Linked DNA regions of Mus musculus: all the other regions are linked to region 1. A link is a contact called in public ChIA-PET, HiChIP or PLAC-seq and promoter capture Hi-C data. All regions are on one chromosome and are shown on one strand. Each heading gives the region's core, a stretch centred on a gene start, on an enhancer-like site or on the middle of the called end of the contact. The rest is flanking DNA. Distances are from core to core; before and after follow the strand shown. Region 1 holds the start of P2ry10 (purinergic receptor P2Y, G-protein coupled 10). Region 2 holds the start of Rtl3 (retrotransposon Gag like 3). Region 3 has its middle 70 kb from the start of Gpr174. Region 4 has its middle 31 kb from the start of Gpr174.

Region 1 (3,618 bases), core at 372-2,871:
AAATTGTCTGCGAAATGAATGTGGTATGTGGTGACACTGGTCACTTGTCAGGAAAGGATTTCTTTCTCCTTCTATCCCAGGCTTTGGCCTCAAAGTTCAGCAGATCTTGAAGTACATATGTATTTTTCAGAGAAGGATAATACCTTAGAAAACTGGCTCACAATGCTCATACTCGCAAGGGACAGATTTGCAACAGGACGCCAATTTAATAATTTATAGTACAGAAAAGAACTGCCAAATGGACTGAGATGTGTGTTGGCCTGTCAGCTTAGTCTCTTTTCAGTAAGGATGCCAAATCAAAAAACGAAATTAACAACAGATTGGAGCTGGATAAATCTATGCAATCCGAATTAAGAAGAGGACTGCAAGGTCAAGCTTGTTTCATTACATAGTTCAGCCAGGAAGAATACCCTATTTTGTTGCCAATCCTCACAAGTCATGGTCCTATCATCAATCAGCCCAGACTCTTAGTTTCTAATGCTAAAATCATTTCTTTTCCATCCCTCAACGCCCCTGTGACTTTTTATTGGACATCCCTGAGTGCTGGGCCTAGCTCCACCTAGATCTCTAACGGTTCTGCTTTTCTAAGATGCATTCGTTGCAAAATGAGCTGTTGCAGTTCCAGGTTGCCCTCCTACAAAAACGTGGTCTACTATTTCCTTCTTTCACCAGTCTTATCTGTGAATCAAAATGCTACTCTTTGACCTAACCCACAAGTATTTATGTTTTTCTTCCTTACTATGGTTATTACCCAGAAAGTTTGTTGCAGCTGCAGGCTGCAAAGTCTAAGTGTGGTTCTTTCACATGCCTGTAGAGGTTTGTACTACTTTGTAAGTAAGCCTTGTTTCTGAGATTTTTTTCTGAAACTTAGCTGAAAGTGTTGTTTCTATGTGTGTAGTATTTACTTGCGTATTTCTGACAATTCCATAGACATTGTGAAGAATCATTGTGAAGACTCCTATTACACTAGAGGCAGATCTGTGATCAATCACACTTTTCTTTTACTTACATGTACATTCCTTGAGAATTCATTTATTCACCCACTTGCACACTTTTCACTTAAACATTTGTGAAAATACTTTATGTACAGTACAAAAATAATCTAGACATAGCCTTTGCTCTCAGTATGATGTAGTTTTCAGTATAGCAAAGGCACAATAAATAAACAAAACAAGTTAAGTACACATTAAAATGTGAATCTAGAAATGGACTGATAGAGATGAGGATGATCTAGATTGAGTGGAAAGTTTAAACTGAGAGAGTCCCATTGTTAGTTTTGATATGTATTTTGAAGTTTGCCTCCCAAAATTCAAAGAGCAGCAGCTTCCCAGGTCTTAGGTAAATTTTCTTTATATTTGGCTTAGAAGTCTTATCTTGGCCCCAAACCTACTGGATTTAGTAAGAAAAACATTCGAGTTGTGGTAGAAGGAAATAAGGTAGGTAACAGTTAAGAAGACAAGGACGTATTAGCTGTTTGTACAGCACAAACGAAATAAAGAAGAAATCACACTTGATTAACGTCATCTGCTCAAGGGACTTACCTACGTTCTGTGCAAGCAAGGTTTCTGTGGTGAGACATTAATGTGCTCTACTTCCTCTTTCAACATTATTTTTCTTTCAGTTATCAGCAGGATATGTGCTTGCTGCCCAGAGTTGTACCTTTTTACTCTCATCTCTTTGCAAATATACAAGACTCTATCCCAGCTCAGCATCAGGGTAAGTTCTAGCCCAGCACCTGTAACTTTGTGGTTCTGTTTGGGAGGATTGGTGGAGAAAGAAAGATCTGGACTGGGGCAGATGTGAAGGCCGTGTTTTGAATAAAATGGTCTTTGGTTTCCCATCTCAGGATTGTTACAGAGGGAAGAAATGTGATTGTCTTTCAGTCTAGCCAGAGTTCAAAGTGAAGTATAATGTGATCAGCTTCCACTGTTACAATAGCAGTATGAAGGATGTGATGCAACTCACTGCTTGCTAAAGGGGCTTTCTATACAGTTGACAAGGAGTAGTGGATGCCACAAAAGGTAAGTACAGTGTTGCATTTAGTCTCATTTGGAACAATTTGACATACTTAGTCAATAAAAGAGGATTTGAACTTGTGCTGTGTGTAATTTATCTAGTTACATACAAAAAATAATCTAGGTTTGAGCTCTTAATGGTAATCTTAGCTTACAGAGATACTGGGACAAATAGTATTTTTTTTTTTCTCTAGCATGAAGGAAGACAGTCTGATGATTTATTTTGGAGCTAAAAGGTCTATACAGATAAAAATTCCTTATGATACAGTCAAATTATCTGAGACAGTGAGATGAAGCCACTTAAGAACATTCAGGTAATTAGTGGCAGAATTACAGCTATGAACTGTGTCTTAAAACACATGTTCATTTTTCCTTACAGAAGACTGTGTCTTTCAGTAGTATAAAACTACCTATGACCCGTTTGATTGTCAAAGTTTGTTCAGAGGTATTCCTTGATTCATTGTTGTTCTAACTTCAATGCTTAGAGATAGCAGAGTTCAAATGTGAGACACTTATCTTTTCAGTGAATGCACTTTAGAGTGGAGCTAGCAGTAGTGAGTCAAAAACCAGCTTCTCTAGGGATTTCTTCATGGCAGACTGTGTGCTTGGATAATCCCAGAATTAGTCTACATACAATGATGCCGACTTTGCTCAGCTTCTCAAGAGAAGAGAGTCTCGATTTTTAGAATTCTTCAAGTGGGGATATTTTTGTTTTGCTTGTTTAAATAAATGCAGGGAGTCATTGTTATAGTTACTAATTAGAGAATTTATGCAAAACTAAAATACAGGGTACATGGGTAGGCGTTATGCAAATATACTTAGGGTTTCTAATTGTCTAAACTATACGGATTATCTAGGCCATAAATTTAGGACAGTTGCTTTTTATAATGTTTTTTGCTGAATCCAATTGCTTCTTTGGTCAAACACAGTTCTTTTTAGGGCCTAATTGAAAAAGTTGTTCGGTTTGAACTGTATGGACTATTAAATCCAAGTAGTGAAAGAACAAAGAACTCCAAGTGAATAAGCACAGTTTTGGGGGAAGTTTTGGGGTGGTACTTGGTGGCTGTGTTTGAGATAAATAACTTGGGGTTCTATGATGCTCTTGCCATGGTTCTAACAAAGAACACAGATATGTTTGCTGTGAAACTACAGTATGGACAATTTTCCACAATCAGGGCAATGGTTGGGTGGGGAGTTCTACAGTGTACTTTAATTAAATTATCCCAAAATTTTACTTGAAGTTCATATCAGGATTTGAAAGACATTAGTTCTTTCAAGAAACAAACAAACAAAAAATTAATGAAAGCTTGCTGTTGTAAAGAACCAATCCTGGACTTAGAACAATCTACTCATTGCATTGGTACTTTGTAACTATAGTGTATGTTGTCACCAAGAAGAATGTGGACATATATACTTTTAGCACTTTTATTAGAACAATGATTTTGCTTTTTTTTTAAAAACACATCTCTGGTTCTTTTTCTTTTTCATTTTTTCTAAGACAACTACCCCTACTATCAAGGAAAATAGAAGTAATTTTTATATACATGTTTGCTAAGTTGTGCTGGTTTCTTAATGACAAGAGCTTTAAAAGAGAAGGAGAGTT
Region 2 (3,618 bases), core at 473-2,972, 250 kb before region 1:
ACTCCTCGGCATCTGAGGGGTCCAGGGGCTCCTGGGGCACCCGAGGCTCCAGAGTCTCCTGGGGAGGTGGATGCTCAAGGGGCTCCAGCTGTGATGAGGTCTCCTGGTATTCTGGAACCGTCTGAGACTCCTCATCATTTGTAGGGTTGTGGAGCTGTGGACTCTGAAGCTCCTTGAGGGCTGGGGTACCCTGGTTGTCTGTGGGCTCCGCCTCACAGACTGCTGGGAGATCATAACCCCTTGGGGACGCCTGGGGCCTCTGGGTTGCTGGGGACTCCAGAGCCTTCTGGATCTCCTGGGATTCCTTGACTGCTGGTGGCTTCCAGGCTGTGGAATCCAGGGCCTCTGGGGGCTCCCAGGATTCCTTGACCATTGGAAGCTCCTGAGGTCCCCAGTACTCCTTGGACTTTGGGGGCAAATGGGGCTCCTTGATCTCTGGGGATCCCCTGAACTCTGTGATGGCTGAGGATTCTCCAGACTCATTGGTCTCTGGGGGCTCCTGGGGCTCCTTGATCTCTGGGGGTTCCCTGAGCTCACTGATGGCTGAGGGTTCCCTGGGCTCTCTGATCTTTGTGGGCTCCCCGGGCTCTGTGGTTGCTGGGGGTTCCCAGGGGTTCTGTGACTCCCTGGCTGCTGGGAACTCTGGGGACTCTGGGGGCTCTTGGGCCTCTGAGGGCTTTCGGAGTGGTTCATGCTCTTTGACTGCTCCGGATTTCTGGAGCTCTGGTATCTGGGCCTGGAGGGCAGCATTTTCTTCCATGAGCCTTTTCACTTGAGCCTGCAGAATTTCATTCTCCAATTTCAGAGTAACATAGGAAGCTGCTAAGTCCTCTACCATCTTTTGAGGAAACGGGCCTGGTTTGGCAACTTGCTACCAAGAGAGATTGAGTAGCTGCTTGTGAGGTCTTTGCTGAAAGCGGCTCACAGGCAGACAGACGTCAGGCTCCGTGACTTTTCCAAGGGGTGGGGATTTGGACCCAGCCAAGGCTGATTATCAAGAGGTCACTGGGAGCCTTAGAGCTCAGCACCGGGAAGTGTGAGACACACTGTGAAGAGAGAGGGAGCTGAGGATCAGAAACTGTGGAAAGCACTCATTCTATATAAATCAACAAAATCTGTCCAACTCTGCTGGCTTTCTTTTACCACAAGCTCATGTTCATGAACTGGAGTATATTTATTTGCCCTGACCTCATGACATTTTACAAGCACATGACCCAGACTGTACATGTCAGTTTGCATTTTTTGAAACTTCACACTATATCAGAAACAATTGCCCCATATGCCTTTGTTTTAAGTCGTTTTTAATTTCTAGTGTCTACCTAATATTTCAATGTAACATTTGGATGTTAGCAGCTGCTTTCAGCGACCAAATCAGATGTTTAGAGCGCTATGGGGATTTTAGGTTTGGGAGGACTAACACAAGAGATATTTTGAGTGACTAGCATAGGAATTGGGGGTGGGGGTGCTCTTTCTCCCACCTCAGAAATCATACCACACAAGTAACCACACACAATCAGACACGGGAGAAAGCAAGCAAAAGTTGAATAAATAAATAAATAAATAAATGAGCATACATATATACATATTAAGCAGGCACATGCATATTATTTATAAAATGCTTCAAAATAGTTAGCAAAATCCTCTTTATAGATGTACATTACCATTTAGAGATGTAGGGCTGGAGCTCTGCTGTCTGCATAGCCATCGCTGAGGAGAGAAGTGTGTGAATGGCTGCGGAGGCTTGCCTTTTCTGCACACACTGAACTCAAACAAACACACCCACTCCCAGAACACGTTCCAACTCTCCTCTGTAACGTAGCTATTTTGAGTATGGAAGAGTGGTTTTTTTTTTCTCTCTCTCTCTCTCTCTTTTGACAGTACCTCACAGTTCCGAGCTAGAAGGAAAGTAGGATGCTGCGCCAATGTGAGGCAGCTTCGTGCACTCAGTCCTTGGTTACTTTAATAAATATTTGGTCAGGAAATTGGGAGTAATACCACTGCCCTTGTGAAAAGTTGCAAACATTTCTGAATGACCGCAGTGGTTTGGGATTTGATTTTTTTATGTCTGTTTCACGTAACTTACCCGTACTCTATCCACACTGAGACGTTTGTTTAATTCTTACTTAGAGAGCAAACTACAGCCCCCTCAGTCCTTCCTCCTGTCTACCTACTCAGTCCCGAGTGTCCCACCTTGAAATACTTTTTTAGAATCTTCACCGTGGACAGATCTAGGAAACTTATAATAGAGTAAGGATGTCAGAGAGGCAAACTTTTGATTGGCTATCTTGTAAAAAGCACTTGGCTGATTGTGAATATACCTGCCCAGGGTTCTTCCGCCCACCTGAGCTGCTCAGGTAGCTCCTGACAGCACATGGATGCCCTACTTTTACTGGTCTCTTTGTTTTCTCATGCCAAATCATAGTTTTATGCTAGGCATAGATCATATGGCCATTTAAAGCAAGGATCAGAAACAACTATTTTAATTGCAGCAATGAGTTATATAAGGCTACTTCAAATCACGCAATTCAGCCATGGTCCCAAGTCTCCTTTAAACATGGTCAGTTCCACTTATTAGCATAGTGGAATAAATCCTGGAGATAGAATAGGCCTAAACCACAGAAAATTGACTGCCTAGGCTAGCTGAATCTGAATACAGAGGCTTTAAGAAGAAAGTAAAATCATGTGCATCTTTAGTTTGTTCTGTACCTATCTTGCAATTATTTTAAAAGTAAAACATACATAAAAATATCACCATTATCAGACAATTTATTCTATTTGTGTAAAAACTTTCAGAAAACTAAAGCATTCTTTCCCATTGAGAAGAAATAAAAAGACATTTAATAATGCCTTCACCAATTAAAAAACAGAGAGATAGTTATAGTTATGACATTTGTTTTATTTTCTTATCATTAATGAGTGGACAGTTTGAGACATAGAATAAACTATTTAAGTTGTCTGATAGCCATACTTATACAACTAACTAGTTTTACTGTTGTGATGTTTATATGTCCCTGACAGTTATTGGGAATTATAAAGCAATCTATACCCAAACTAAGGTTCTTCAAAGTGCTATGTTTTCTAGAATCTTGTTTATATATATATATATATATATATATTAATATATATATATATATATATATTAATATATATATATATATATATATATATATATATATACAATACTCATTTGCTATTAAATAATCCTCCACACCATTCCCTTTATGCCCATCTACACTAAACTTGCACAGATTTGGTAATTTTCTTAGTCCTTCTAAAATTTAGAGTTCAAACCTCAGTTTATGCAACTGTGAAATGGAGCCAATAACAGTATTTAACTTTGCAGGAGTGGTGTGAATAATCAGTAAAATATCCAAATATTATAATCCAAACATTCAGGAAACAGACACAGGAGTATCAGGAGTTTAAGCCATTTTCAGCTACATAGTGAGTTCGAGGCCATTTTGGGTTATGTGAGAGTCTATAACACACACATATGCATGCATACATACATACACACACACACACACACACACACACACACATACACACACACACACACCCCACACAATGAATACATGAATGAAATAATGTGTGTAAAATGCTTATCGTAGTATAAAA
Region 3 (3,618 bases), core at 709-3,208, 240 kb after region 1:
GTGCTTACTGATAGGATCCTATTATAGCTAGCTGTCCCCTGAGAGGCTCTACCAGACCCTGACCAATACAGATGGCAATGCTTGTAGCCAACCATGGGGACCCCGAATGGAGTCCTTAGGGAAAGGACTGAAGGAGCTGAAGGGGTTTGCAACCCCATAGGAAGAACAACAATAACCAACCAGACCATCCAGAGCTCTCAGCAACTAAACCATTAACCAAGGAGTACACATGGAGAGACCCATGGCTCCAGCCACATATGTAGCAGAGGATGTCCTTGTAGGACAATGAGACGGGAGGCCCTTGGTCCTGTGAAGGCTTGAAGCCTGTGTAGGGGAATGCTAGGGCGGTGAGACAGGAGTGGATGGGTGGATGGAGAGCACCCTCATAGAAGCAGGGGAGGGGATAGGGAGTTTGTGGATAGGAAACTGGGAAGGGAAATAACATTTGAAATGTAAATCAATAAAATAAACAATAAAAAACAATTGGTGAAGAAATTTTAGTAATACAGACACTCATTTACTCTGATATAGGTGTGAAATAAATGATGTGGATTTTGCTTTAAAGTTCACATCAGCCCATGAAAGGAGCATACACTTACTTGCTAGCTTCCATAAGTCTGTAATCACCTATAAGCATTTATTGTCACCCATGATTTCTTATGGTACTCTAGAGGCAACCATGTTCCCTGGAAACTGGTATATCAGAATTTTTTGAAATATTTAAACCTCATACTCATCAATTTAGAAATAATTCCAAAATAGAGAATAAAAGTTATTTGCCTACACTGGATAGTGATAAAGATGATGATCATGATTATGAAGAAGAACAAGATAACAGTGGTGGTAGTATTTAATATTTAAACCTTACTATCCTGCTTTGGACCAAATATATCATAATTCATTAAATTTCCACATGGCCACATAAGATGTATGGCCTATTGCTATAAAAATTTTATAAAAAGAAAAATATTGATACAAAAAGGAAATTAAGTAAAATTTCCAGTACACTACTTATTTGTACAAACAACTACTAGTGATCTGAGCTGTAATTAAGATCCTTGGCAGTCTGTCTGAGCCTAGCAGGTGGCCTGAGGGAACACCTTAGTTAGTGCTAGTGCTTAGTTAAACCAGAACTCAAAAAGAAGTTCTTAACTACATGACTATTGTTTTTCCTCTCCTGTGTTTTGGCCAAATCAGAAGTTTCCTTGTACTACCAAAGAAATGTGGTGACTACTTTTAAAGGTTTATGTGCAAAGATAATGGTGTTTTTCTAGAGATAAGTGTGTTGATGCAGGCTGCAGCCAGCAAAATCTGCTTAACACACAGAATCCTTAGAACCACACAACTTCATTAAGGGAAAAGCATTAAATCAAGGGGATGAGTCTGTTGGGGGAAGAGTTTAAAGTTGACTTTTAGTCAGAATGACCACTTGACATACACAAAAACATGTCATTTGTCATTGAAGAAGAAAGCCAGAGCTAGAACAACTCTTTTGTGAGTTGGTTTCTGTATGTCTCATCTCAAGATCTCTTAAGCGGCTGTTTCCAAAGACACCCACACTTCAGTTTCCCAGCTTAACCACATTCAAACAAGAACACAGGTCTCGCTTGCGGCAGCTGTGAGGTGTTGTACCATGTGTCTAACAGGCATGGCTTATCTGCCTTCTATGTATGCAGCAGGGTTTAGGTTTGCATTTTTTTTAATGTAATGAGACATTACCTGAAAGACTCCTAGGAGTTACAAATCTAAAAATAAAAAGAAAGAAACACACACACACACACACACACACACACACACACACACACACGCGCGCGCACACACACAGTGATCTACAGGAAGCAAGGCAAAAATGGAAAAAGAAAGAAGAAAGGAGGAGCAACTGTTTTATGTCTTGGGCTGTTGGGTGGGGGTGGTGCTTGACTGTTCCACAAGTGCAAAATGAAAGCGCTTGCTTTTATGCTCTGGCTTTGGGTCTCTGGGGACCCACAGGGGAAGGTGGTAGATATTGTGTGGGAGTCTGTGAATACACTGAAGAAGTCTAAAAAAAAATCAATGAAAACTTAAGTCATGAGACTTCCTCTCCTCTCCTCTCCTCTCCTCTCCTCTCCTCTCCTCTCCTCTCCTCTCCTCTCCTCTCCTCTCCTCTCCTCTCCTCTCCTCTCTTCTCTTCTCTTCTCTTCTCTTCTCTTCTCATCGACCTCCTTTTTCACTCTCTAAAGTATTTGTACATACCCAGAATAGAAAATATAATGGGTTACGCACACCTCCCTGAATAAACAAATGCACAAGTGTGGAAGGATTTCTTTAAATTCAATGTAATCAAATAAAAATTATCCCAGACACAGGTGAAACCTGATTTCATGATGAAAAATTCTGTGTGTGAAAGGCGTACAATCATCAAACTTATGAGTTGGGGGGGGGAGGGTCTATCATTACATTTTACAGATAAAAAAAATAGAGGCATAAACATTGTACAACTTGACAGAAGTCACAACTGGGAAAAAAATGAAAATCAATTTTTGACCCCAGACAATCTACCAAGGTTGGGGCTTTTAGCCACTACAATTAATAATGACTCTGAGTATGAGTACAGGAGGAAAAAGTTGAGTACTAATCTATCTTGAGGTTTTGTTTTCCTCTACTACATCTGGTGGAACCTTTTGTTGTTTTGGTTTTTTGTTTGTTTGATTGTTTGGGTTTTTGATACTGTCTTTTGTCTGTGGATAGGTAAGTTGGATGTAAGATATTGGAGATCTTTTATATTTAAAGTTAGTGTAAATAGGCGTGTTTAAAAGCCATCATTATTTACTGACGCAATGAAAACTTTATAACAAACTATTCAGCAGCAGACTATTCCTTTGGCTTTAGTCATTAACTGTTAAAACAATGCATGGTCTGGAGCATACATTGGAATGTACTTCTTCAAAAAGAGAAAAGTGATGTTCAGAATCTTTTTTGGATAGCACTACTTCAACCACGTTTTCCTGGTTTCGTCTTAGTTATTATGCCCTGCCACAGAGAAACAATCCTGTATCCTACAAAGGGCTAAAACCAAGTTTTGACTGCTAGTGTACAGTTTGCTGTTGCCAGAATAAAGTATATTTTTACTTTTATAATCTTACACTTGCATATTGTATTGACATCATTTCCACTTTTTCAGGTTTCCTTTCCAATTTCTATAATTTCTTGTTTATTTCTTAGTATGTTTTGCCCAGTGAATTTTTCCTCAGCTGGTGGAGCCTCTACAAATTGTCATGTCCCTTCTTAAAGGTAACTCTGGACAAGAAAAATCTTATCACTTTTCATCAATTTTTTTCTTCAAAAATTACACTCAAGGAAATTGGAAATGTGTGAACTAAGCATGTTTACATTTTCATTTCAATACTTACCAAGGAAATACAGTAAAGTTACAGATAAAATGAAAACCTAGAGACAGGCAATTAATTCTGCTAGAAATTTTTTCTATTTTTATTACAATTGTAATGTACAAAGTAGTTAGGGTAAGCTGCCATTGTTTAAGGGTCAGCTTCATTGTTTACTACAATTATTATTAACTTTTATTTTATGTGCGGTATTTGATCACAAAATATAACTATGAAATGACAAAGGTGTTTCTTA
Region 4 (3,618 bases), core at 678-3,177, 140 kb after region 1:
GAGGAAAATACCTAATAAAAATATAAAGAAATAAATAAATAAAAATAAAAAAGTTACTTAAAACAGAATTTAATTTTTTTCTGAAATTTCATCTGTGTTAGAAGCACACAAGCACGTTAGAAATGATTGAATTCTTTATTAAGAAACATTTGTTGGATATAACAATAAGAATCAGAGTCACTTGTACTTGAATTACGATAATTTTCTTTGCTCTGCCTTCTGCATCTCTCTTATGGAAACTTTGTTTCTGAGCTTTTTGGGGGCAGGTGTGAACACAAAGGAAGACCTTTCTTCCTTTAAAGACAGGGCTCCGCCCTGAGAAAGTCAAGGCATAAGCTTATCTCATGCCATCACACAGATGTAAATTGCATAAACTCTATACCCAGAAATTATGGTTGCAAGAATGAAAGTGTATATTTACTCAAATTCATTTAATAAGGCTAAGATTTCACCTAGAAGTGACAGAGAATCCTAAATGCTGATGAATACCACATGTGTGTGCTCATAAGATAGAAGTTAAATGCTGGGAGAGTCTGTTCAAGAAAACCAGGAATTATACTGTACTTCTCCCACTAGTAGAAAAGAGATTTATTCCAAAACAAACATGTTGTCATCTCTACCTTTGTAAGATGACATAAGGCTATGATTACTGAAAGCTGTAGATCATAAAGACAGCTTTAATGGGTCTAACATTTTTGGAATAGAGGTGTGATGGAATGTTTATTTTCAACTTGACAGGCTCTGTAATCAACTAGGAGATAAGCCTGTGAGGGCTTACCTTAGTTGAGGTGGGAAGACCCATCTTGAGGGTGCCACCATTCCATGAACATGTGCTCCAAACTAAAAAAGGTTGAAAATGAGCTTTCATTAATGGATCTCTGCTTCTTGACCAAGGATACAATGTGAGAACAATCTCATGTTCCTGCCACCAGTAACTTCTCCATTGCCATGATAGACTTTATTTTGGTATTATGAGCTAGAAGCCACCCTTCCCTCTTTAAATTGTTTTTTTATCAGGCATTTTCTTAGAACAAGAGGACAACTAGCTCATAAAAGAATGAAGACTTAAAATCTAAGAGTCCTGTCATAAAGTGAAGATTTTGGAAAGGATCAATTAAGGGACAACAAAATAGGAGATGCTTCAAAATTTCATAGGCAGAAAGAGGAAATGAGACAACTTTGAAAAGCTCTCTGATATTGCAGTGACTCTGGAGATTCAGAATATGTATGCCTATACTACTACTTACTTTCAAAGCTTCCCCAAGCCATACAGATCATGAAGTAAACAGTTAAATGTGTGAAGGGCCAAATGCCAACTAAATAATAAACTAATAACCTAGGAATTAAAAATAAGATCACATTCAACTCTGGCCGTCTGTAAGGCTACATATGCCCAAAATAGTTAATAAAGAGTCAAGATCTCTTATAAACAGCTATGAAGTAGTCATCTGAGCTACTAATCCCAGTAAGAAAGAACAGCAAAATAAAGCTTACCTAAATTGTTGACAGGTTTCCAAGCCACATGCTTACATAAAATGTGATAAAGAACAAAGTCCAGCTGACTCTGTGTATTTAATTATACCACTGATAATTAAGTGGTTTATGCTAAACAAGCGAGCCAAAATTGAAGAAATCTGATTCAATGATGTAATAGTACAGAGAACGATCTGAGATGGGACATCAGATACTGACAAGTCAGGAGAATCACTTTTCAGACACAGAAGTCAAGTTATTGAGCATAAATTGCTAACCAAACAAATAACATTAATAATTGCCAAAAATGGAGGATACTTAGTAGCAGTATTACTACAGAATATGACTTCTCTTGTTTTTAGAAGTACCAAAATCAAGACATATAGAGACATAATAAAACATAACCCATACACAGGAAATGTGACTCATTCTCAGGAAATGAAGCAAACTTTAAAGAAATCTGAGAGGCTAGAGAAATGAAATGGCTGAGTGGTGAAGAACAAGTACTGTGCTTGCAGAAGACCTGAGTTTGTTTCCCAGCAGCCATGTCAGGCAGCTCACAACCGCCAGTAACTGTAGCTCCAGCAGATCTGAAACCCTCAATTGGCCTGCATGAGAACACTTTTACACATATATTCACATATACACACAGGCACATACATATAGATACGTGCATAGACACACACATATAAAAATAAAGTCTTCAAAAGCAGACATTTGGCAAAACCGAGATTTCGGACTTTGTAGACAAAGGTATTACAGCACCTATTTTATGTATTTACAAATAGTAAAAACTGCTCACAGTAAACCAATTAAGTATATATGGAATAAAAATTCTCAAATGAAAACTAAAACAACTAAAGTATGGCATTTATTAGAGGAGAACAAGAATACATTTGCTTTCAAATTAATATGGAAGGGAACTGGAAAGGAGGATATCATTTGAAATCTAAATGAATAAAACGATTAGTACAAGAAAATCTAAAACAAAATAACAAAATTAAAGACAGACGAATACTGGCTATGATGTATAATGAACAGAAACAAAATGTATGAGAAAATAAGTAAAGTCTTGGGTAAAAGTGTGAGACATGTAGTAGGGATACTAGGAATACAGGAAACAGACAGGGAGTTAGGAAAAAAATAAAGAAAGAATATCTATGGATTTTATAAATTTTTAAAATAATTGTCTAATTTAATAAATACAATGAGTATCAAATGGAACAAGTAGAAAGAACTCTACCAAAGAGTCATATCATAGTAAGAATGTTAAGAGCTCAAATAGAGAAAATACTGAAAGTAGCAAGAGGATGCAGATACAGCCAAAATCTGATGAACAATGGAAATCACAAGAAGTGAGATGAATTATTCAAAATGTGTAAAAACATGTATAAACTAAGAGTAAGTTATATTCCACAATAAAAACCTTCAAAAATAGACTTAAGGCATTTTAAGAAAAACTGAAACAGATTTACTTGCTAGAAGACATGGTTAAAATGAAGTTTCAAAGATATTTTAATTTGCATTTTCTTAATTGCTAATGATGATGAACACTTTTTGAGTATTTCTTGGCCTTTTTATTTCTTCTATTGATAACCCTTGTATAGATCTTGTCTTAGTTAGGGTTTTAACTGCTGCAATGAAACACCATGACTGAAAAGTGAATTGGGGAGGAGAGGGTTTATTCAGCTTACATTTCCATATTTCTGTTCAACATCAAAGGAAGTCAGGACAGGAACTCAAACATGGCAGAAACCTGGAGACCGGAGCTGATGGCGAGGCTTTGGGGGGGTGCTACTTACTGACTTGCTCCTCATGGTTTACTTAGACTGCTGTAAGAATAGAATAGAATAGAATAGAATAGAATAGAATAGAATAGAATCCAGGACCACCATCCCAGCAGTATCTCCATCCACGATGGACTTGGCCCTCCCCCATAAGTCACTAATTAAGAAAATGTTTTACAGAAAAATGGAGGCTTTCCTCCTCTCTGATGACTTTAGTTTCTGTCTAGCTGACATAAATCTGTCCAGCACAGATCCCTTGCTTATTTTTAATTGGGTCATATGTTGCTTTAACGTTTTGTTTTGTGAGTTCTTTGTATATTCTGCATATTAACTCTCAGTCACATGTATATCTGACAAA

The links. ChIA-PET counts read pairs in DNA pulled down with a chosen protein or histone mark. HiChIP or PLAC-seq counts read pairs in DNA pulled down with a chosen protein or histone mark. Capture Hi-C pulls out chosen DNA fragments and counts their contacts.
Region 2: a promoter capture Hi-C map of liver shows a contact between it and region 1. The contact joins the promoter of Rtl3 here to the promoter of P2ry10 in region 1. A contact is called at or near these places in 6 of 39 promoter capture datasets (the 3T3-L1 cell line, the C10 cell line, embryonic stem cells and 2 more), 2 of 115 datasets of contacts at active chromatin or transcription factors (the SCID.adh cell line and large pre-B cells) and 3 of 9 other capture datasets (adipose tissue, liver and pancreatic islet).
Region 3: a contact with region 1 is called in an RNA polymerase II ChIA-PET map of effector CD8 T cells, with 7 times the contacts expected there. The contact joins the enhancer-like site here to the promoter of P2ry10 in region 1. A contact is called at or near these places in 8 of 484 Hi-C or Micro-C datasets (CD4 T cells, CD8 T cells, Th1 cells and 3 more), 4 of 115 datasets of contacts at active chromatin or transcription factors (CD8 T cells, effector CD8 T cells, memory CD8 T cells and 1 more) and 2 of 9 other capture datasets (adipose tissue and liver).
Region 4: a contact with region 1 is called in an H3K4me3 HiChIP or PLAC-seq map of the 230-238 cell line, with 17 read pairs. The contact joins the enhancer-like site here to the promoter of P2ry10 in region 1. A contact is called at or near these places in 1 of 39 promoter capture datasets (pre-B cells), 3 of 484 Hi-C or Micro-C datasets (CD4 T cells and Th17 cells), 3 of 115 datasets of contacts at active chromatin or transcription factors (the 230-238 cell line, effector CD8 T cells and memory CD8 T cells) and 2 of 9 other capture datasets (adipose tissue and liver).

Annotation. Positions count from the first base shown.
Region 1 is chrX:107,087,712-107,091,329 of GRCm38.p6, forward strand. P2ry10 (purinergic receptor P2Y, G-protein coupled 10) reads left to right here and starts at 1,622. Exons shown (of 3, transcript NM_172435.4): 1 at 1,622-1,716; 2 at 1,847-2,021.
Region 2 is chrX:106,838,817-106,842,434 of GRCm38.p6, forward strand. It overlaps Rtl3 (retrotransposon Gag like 3), which reads right to left and starts at 1,723. Exons shown (of 2, transcript NM_199468.2): 1 at 1,662-1,723; 2 at 1-1,046. The coding sequence starts at 838.
Region 3 is chrX:107,324,308-107,327,925 of GRCm38.p6, forward strand. No RefSeq gene overlaps it. Among named protein-coding and RNA genes, the nearest start is that of Gpr174, 70 kb to the left of the region's middle. Within about 2 kb of position 1,959, at least 63 of the 459 cell types and tissues checked have an H3K27ac peak or open chromatin away from gene starts, as enhancers often do. A contact at or near this core is called in CD8 T cells, Th1 cells, Th2 cells and 3 more, where this site is marked.
Region 4 is chrX:107,223,129-107,226,746 of GRCm38.p6, forward strand. No RefSeq gene overlaps it. Among named protein-coding and RNA genes, the nearest start is that of Gpr174, 31 kb to the right of the region's middle. Within about 2 kb of position 1,928, at least 15 of the 459 cell types and tissues checked have an H3K27ac peak or open chromatin away from gene starts, as enhancers often do. A contact at or near this core is called in effector CD8 T cells and memory CD8 T cells, where this site is marked.